Linked DNA regions of Triticum aestivum: region 1 is linked to region 2. A link is a contact called in public Hi-C data. All regions are on one chromosome and are shown on one strand. Each heading gives the region's core, a stretch centred on a gene start, on an enhancer-like site or on the middle of the called end of the contact. The rest is flanking DNA. Distances are from core to core; before and after follow the strand shown. Region 1 holds the start of LOC123110660 (protein NEN1). Region 2 holds the start of LOC123110659.

Evidence for each region. A called contact is a pair of places that touch in the nucleus more often than the background predicts.
Region 1: a contact with region 2 is called in a Hi-C map of leaf, with 8 times the contacts expected there. The contact joins the promoter of LOC123110660 here to the promoter of LOC123110659 in region 2. A contact is called at or near these places in 3 of 5 Hi-C or Micro-C datasets (all in leaf).

What each region holds. Positions count from the first base shown.
Region 1 is chr5B:108,217,437-108,220,654 of IWGSC CS RefSeq v2.1, forward strand. It overlaps LOC123110660 (protein NEN1), which reads left to right and starts at 1,538. Exons shown (of 6, transcript XM_044531239.1): 1 at 1,538-3,047. The coding sequence starts at 2,720.
Region 2 is chr5B:107,579,741-107,583,115 of IWGSC CS RefSeq v2.1, forward strand. LOC123110659 reads right to left here and starts at 1,998. Exons shown (of 2, transcript XM_044531238.1): 1 at 735-1,998; 2 at 104-646. The coding sequence starts at 1,998. The coding sequence ends at 1,123. It also overlaps the pseudogene LOC123110658.

The DNA of each region.
Region 1 (3,218 bases), core at 288-2,787, 640 kb after region 2:
CGCTGGCTCCAGCGGCCGCCGCAAACTAAAGCATGCCCGAGCCGCTCGAGCAGGCGTGCTATATTTCATTTTTTTTCTTAACGATTGCATACATAGCATACAAATATGGACATAGTTCGGCACATAGCCTGCTTCTACGATACAAAATGCGTACATCTAGGTTTCTCCAACGATATATAGTTCTACTTCGTCCACATAGCCTGCTTTTACAATACAAAATAAAACGAAAACTACTACTACTCGTCATTCTCCGACTCGGACTCTGCCTCGGTGATGTCCTTCTCCGACGTCTTTGCATAGGCGTCAAGGAACCGCTCGTCGTGGGAGTCCCAGGACGACACATCTCCTAGCGCCATGTTGTATTTAGCGACCGCCTTCCACGTTCACTTGTCCTCGCGATAGGCGGCTTGCTCCTTCCTTCTCTCCTCCCTCTCCGCCCTCCTCTCGGCGCAGAACTGTTCCTCGTTGATGATGTCTTGCGGAAAGCGTTGCCTCCACAGCTCCATGGCTTCCTCGTCCATCTCGGCCAGGCTAAGACGGCGCTCCCGTCTCCGGTGTTTGCGATGATTCTCGTCAGTGTTAAGCCACGGGAAAGGCGCCAGCTCCTGTGCCCGCTCCCGTGTCGCCACGTCGGTGAAGTTCATGTCCCAACGGGATCGCAGGAGGTGCCACGCCGCAGCGTCGTACGCGCGGACGCCATCCTGGGCGGTGTCGAAGGTTCTGAGGCCGAGGCGCACGCCGCCGCCCGACTGAATCGAGGCGGAATAGGTACCGGACGAACGCACGCGAATGCCGCGGTAGCCCGAACCTCCCTAGTGGCGAGGCGACATGGTGGCGCGGTGGTGGCGTGTCGGCGGCGAGGAGAGAAAGCAGTGGAGGGAGCGAGAGAGAGCGGCAGAGGGCGCTACAATTTTATAAGCGCGCCGGACGCGGTGCGCCAAATCTAGCACGCGAGCTGCCGCCTTTTCCCGCCCGCGCTAGTTTGCCGCCACCGCTGGAGCGCGTGAAACCGGGCCGTGCGTGCTAAAAAACCAATTTACCGCGCGCGCATATTTTTGCGCGACTGTTGGAGATGCTCTTAGCGCCGTGTGCTTGCCTGTCATGTAGCGGGTGTGCTTCTTTCTGTCGAATAGCACGCGTGCACTAGGGACGTGTTTGGTTTCTTGTGTGGCACCCGGGTCGCACTCGCCATGCAAAATCTATTGTGTTTGGTGGCCTGTGCGGCCTGCTCGGCCTGGCCCAACCGATGCAAAAGGAGGCCTCTCAGCCAGGCTGAGGGGCACGCACGAATCGGCCGTATCTCCGAGCCAGGCTCGCGCGTGCAGCCACAACTCCCGTCCCGTGTCTCCTTCTCCTCCTCCTCTCTCTCACGCATCAGATTGGATCGAGTAACCCATCGCCGCCGCCGCCGCCGCCTGAGCTCCCTCGTCCACCAGCGGTCCGAGCTCCCTCATTCACCACCAGTCCAGGCACCCTAGCCTGCCCTCTTCCATGCCCACGCCACCTGGACAGCCGCCTCATCCACCACCCGTCCGAGCTCCCTCGCCGGTGCTACTCCATGCCCACGCCGGGGAACACGCCGTCCGCCACCAATCTAGAGGAAGAAGGGGAGAGGGGAGCACCTGCGTGCTGCGAGCCGCAACGGGCGTCGCGTTTTTCCCCTTCTCTCCCCTCAAACTGCGCCACCGCTCCCAATCCTTCCGGCGAGCCGCAGCTGAATCTCGCCGTCGGCATCTCCTCCCCGCCGCCCATCTGCGCCCCAGCCAACTCGTCACCCTCCACCTCCTCGTTTGATTTGTTTTCTGAATTGTCTAGATCGGTGATAATGTTTTCCTTTCTTTGAGAAATTTTTTGATAAATAAAAATTGAAACATGAGTTCAGCTTAGCGTTCTTTTACATGTTCCATCGAATGGTCCAGATCCAGTTGAAATGATTGAAATTGGAAGAGGAAAGCTCACAGACTTAAACTCAAATGCAGTCCACCAAACAACATTTGTTGTATATGCTTTGGAAGAAGCTTGTACAGTTTGGGAAGGGGGTTTTTGAGAGAAAAGAAAAATCTACTTCAACCGATATGCCCTTAGGCACGGCCATGCATAACATAGAAATCACACGTGGAAGGGGTGGGCAATTAGCTAGAGCAGCAGGTGCTGTAGCGAAACTCATTGCAAAAGAGGGTAAATCGGCCACTTTAAGATTAGCATCTCTAATGCAACAATATCATACAGTCTACCAAACACACATCTCAACCAATCTCTGCATCAGCTCAACCAGGCCACGCTCATCCAGGATCCCCCATGCGATGCAGGCTAGAGTCACCCAGGCAACCAAACACGCCCTAGGAATTTGGGTTTAGGTATATACCTTTTTCACTCTTTCCCGCAAAAACAAAAAGAAGAAGAAGAAAAAGGAAGAGTTCGGTTTTGCTTGAGCAAACCCAAATCCAACCCGAACTCCTATCCCGGCCCCCACCTCCACGGCACCGCCACCGCCACCGCGGCATTTCTTCCTCCAACACCTCTCTCCTCCCCATCGCCGCCGCTCCCGTCACGCCACCTTCCTTCCACCCCCACCTCCCACGCAAGCCCTCGCCCGAGCTGCCGCCTCCTCCTCCTATTTATCCAGCGCTTGCCCACCCGGGGCCGCCTCCATCAACCACCTGCCCCTGCCCCTGCCCTTCCTTCCCTTGGAAAGTTGGAATCTACCCAAGGGTCCCAAATGGAGACGGGGTCTGTGGCTGCAGCTACGGTGGAGGAGGGGTCGACGGCGGGGCCGCAGGCGGGGGGCGCCGAGATCGCCTTCTTCGACCTGGAGACGTCGGTGCCGCAGCGGGCCGGGCAGGGCTACGCGCTGCTCGAGTTCGGGGCCATCCTGGTGTGCCCGCGCCGCCTCGTCGAGGTCGCCTGCTACGCCACGCTCGTGCGCCCCGCCGACCTCGGCGTCGTCTCCGCCGCCTCCGTGCGCTGCAACGGCATCACGCGTGACGCCGTCGCTGCCGCGCCGTGCTTCCGCGACGTCGCCGACAAGGTCTACGACCTCCTGCACGGTGAGCGCCCCGCGCCATCTAGTTGTTTGTTTGTTTGTTTGTTTGTTTCAACACCGGGAGCTGGTTCTTGGCTCCTAATACACGCCAAGGACTTACTTACAATTAAGAATAATTATTAGTAAGTCTAACGGGGAAGGAGCCCGGTCGGAATTTAATTAAGGTCAATAACAA
Region 2 (3,375 bases), core at 748-3,247:
AAATCTCAAAAAGAACACCAGAAACGGGATAAGATGAATTCCCAACAGCTACAGCAGATCCGACCTAACAAACATCAACTAAATTCAACAGGTTTATCCTCGAACCAAACGAACCACAGTAAAGAAGCCTCGAAGAACTTGTAGCAACAATTGCAAGCTGCTGAACATTCAGCCTATAGAGAACCTGAACTGTAGCAACAATTGCAAGCTGCTGAACACGCAGCAAGCAACTAGAAGCTCACAAACAATAGCAACAAACAAGTAGAACCTCTGAATACTATCAGCAAGTAATTTGAACCTCGTGATCAGCACCACTATTGAAGTGCCTCAACTAGCATCAATCGCTTTGATTAACAGCAAAATCAGAAAACTAACTCCAGAACAGTAAAAGTAACAAGATGAAGCCAGCAACCAGCATCCCCAGCATCTCCAGCACCATCTTCAATGGAGATCATCTTCTTCAGCGACCCGCATCTCAAGCACCATCTTCAGTGAAGAGCAAAATCAAAAAGCTAACTCCAGAACAGTAAAGGTAACCAGATCAAGCTAGCAACCACATCATCTTCCATGAACATCATCTTCTTGTACATGCGTTTCAAGCAGCTCCTCCTCGGCAGTTTCTTCAGTGCTATCACCTCCTTGAATCCTAAACCATCAATCAAGAACAATCAAAACCTGAATATACTAGCAGCAAGCAGTACACAAGGGTATGAACAGATGAAGAAAATCATAACCTGAAGGGCAGCGCCCAGACTGCTGGCGCTACCGATGAGGAGACCTCCTGATCTGGAAATGGTCGGTCGACCAAGCCGTGGGGCAGCCACACGCCCATGTCATTGTTAGGGTACACCTTGGGCCTGACCACATCAAAGGTACTCGTGTCGAGGAAATAAATGCCAGAGCGCAGGTGCAGGTCCGATGTATTGAAGGAGCGTGAGCAGCCTCGCCCAACAAAGATCAGGCGGTTGCCAAGATCTTCCTCGACCCAACGGTGCAGACCAAGCTCGCCGGTAGGGCTTTTCATGGAGAAGACTCTGAAGCCTGTGGTGAGGCGAGGCTCACCAAGCACGTCTGCGAGAGGCGCGATCTGGATCACCATGAGAAGCCTCCCGCGGCTCTCCACTAGGAAGCGGGCAACGACCGGCTCAGGCGCGACTCCGGGTGGCCTTGGATAGAAGATGCACCTCCCCGAGCGCATACTGTGCATGCTCTGTTCTGTGCCTGTGGCATGTGGTACTTGAGAATGTTCTCGTTGCGAGTCAGGACACAGAATGACTCGTTGTAGAAGATGACGTCCTCCAGGCCCCCCGCCAAACCCCCCGCGTTCCTTGGCGCAGGTGTCCAGATCGTCCCATTAGCAAGTGGCCAGAAGGCGAGCTGGGTATTCCCCACCATGATGGCGGCGATGGTGAAGCCTGGAACTGGAATGGTGTACTCGGTCTCGTAGAGTGGGGAGACATGGAGGGCCGCGGAGGTGGAGTCGGAGAGGGCCGTCGGGTCGACATACCCGAGTCCGGGAGGCGGCGGCGATATGGCGGCGGCGCTGATGCGGACGAACCTTTGATCGCTGATGCGGTCGCGGATGTCCCGCATACAGTGTGGGAGGCTTAGCCGCGCGCCCGAGTTGAAATTCACCAGCTCATAGTTGCGATCCTTTGTTCCCACCAAAATCCAGCCCCCCTGCCTCGCCGAGCTGATATGCCGCGGCATGTGGTGCAGGATTGCGGGGACGGGGTGGTCGTGGGGGTTACCTCCGTTGCCGAGCAGGCAGACGAAGGAGGGAGGGAGGGCGCCGCGGTGTGGGAGGAGAAGCCAGGGGATCGGCGGCGCGCGCAGGTCGGAGACGACGCGGCGCCACGCCTTGCAGACTCCGGCGACGGCGAGGCGGTCCTTGAAGCAGTCCAGGTAGTCGAACACCAGAACGATGAGGATGTCGACGGGTAACTCGCCCCAACCACCCGGGCTATCGCTGGCAGGTGGAGATCCGAGACCCGCCATGGGAGCCTCTCTCTCTCTCTCTTCTCTTCTCTTTTGGGCGGTAGTGTGAAATGTGGTGGGATGAGGGGGGCGGGGGGCTCGCTTGGGTGGGGGCTAATGTTTCGAAAATTGAGCCGTGTGGCCTCTGGCCCTCTACAAGGAAAGCGTGTCTATGTGGGTTAATCCGCCGTGAGGAATTGGATGGCCCCCGCCTGTCAGACTCTGATTGGTTTTGGCTCCGGTGCGTTCACGCATCGGCCGATATGGAAGGGGGAAAATGACTTCCGAGTTCCCCAATCTCAGATCTAAGAAGAAGAAGGCGGAATCCGTGGCGGTGGCCGAATCTCGGATCGAATTCAACTTCCGGCCTCTGCCTCGGGCCTGAAATTTTAATAGGTTAGTCTCTATTAGGTTAGTTTATTTATTGACCTATATGGATTTCTAGGGTTGCCTCTGATCGAAGTTTACAAATCAACTGTTCTGAAATTCACTCCGAGCTTTGTCATTTTGCCAGGTAATCACGTTGATTGCCCCAGATGTTGAGCTCAGCTGCCCTGCGGCTTGGTCAAAATTTTGCTGGCGCGGACTTCAGTTTGCACGGGCGCAAGCTGAAGAAAATTGTCAGATGATACTGCATTTAGTACGGGTTCCAGACAGTGTCCGAGCTCTGAAAGAGTGGAAGTTCGTAACTATGCAATTCCCGGCAACATCTATTCATGCAGGAACTAGCAAGGGAGATCACCATCTGAGTATGTATGTATCACGTTTTTCTTCTGTTCCAGCAGCTGAGGAAGGGTCCGATTTCAGCAAAAGCAAATCAGGGTCATCAATCTCAACTAACTGTGCCAAACAAGGTGTTTATGCAACCGGTGAGCAGGTACAATGAGGCCAGGTAGGGCATCAGCGACCAGCTGTGGCAAATCAAGTTCAGAGTACTGCTAATCAACGACAACTAGGTCCTGCTCAGGGCAGATGCATGCCTAGTGTTGCACCAAGGCCATCATACGATCCATGGAACAAGTTCAAATTATTTGTTGAAACAAGACCAGGGCCATCTCAGTTCAGCTTTTCCTCTGAAATCAGCAGCAGCATGACACAAATGACCCCAATATCACACTGTATGTCTGGTTACTCTATTCAGAGCACTGCTGCATCAACAACTCAAACAAAGTTTACCTCACTCCGTCCATTGCCCCCTTCGGTGGTCTCTTCTCATGTTTATAGTAGTGAAGCTGCACGGCCTCATGGATATACTACATTCCGTCCACTAGTTCCCCTGCCTTGCGAACCAGGCAAATGTAATGCTCCTGGGGATGTGATCTTTATAGACAAGGGTAGCATGAAACAGGCTCCCATAGCATCAAGATCAAATACTGAGATTTTGAAGCAAATCAGCAA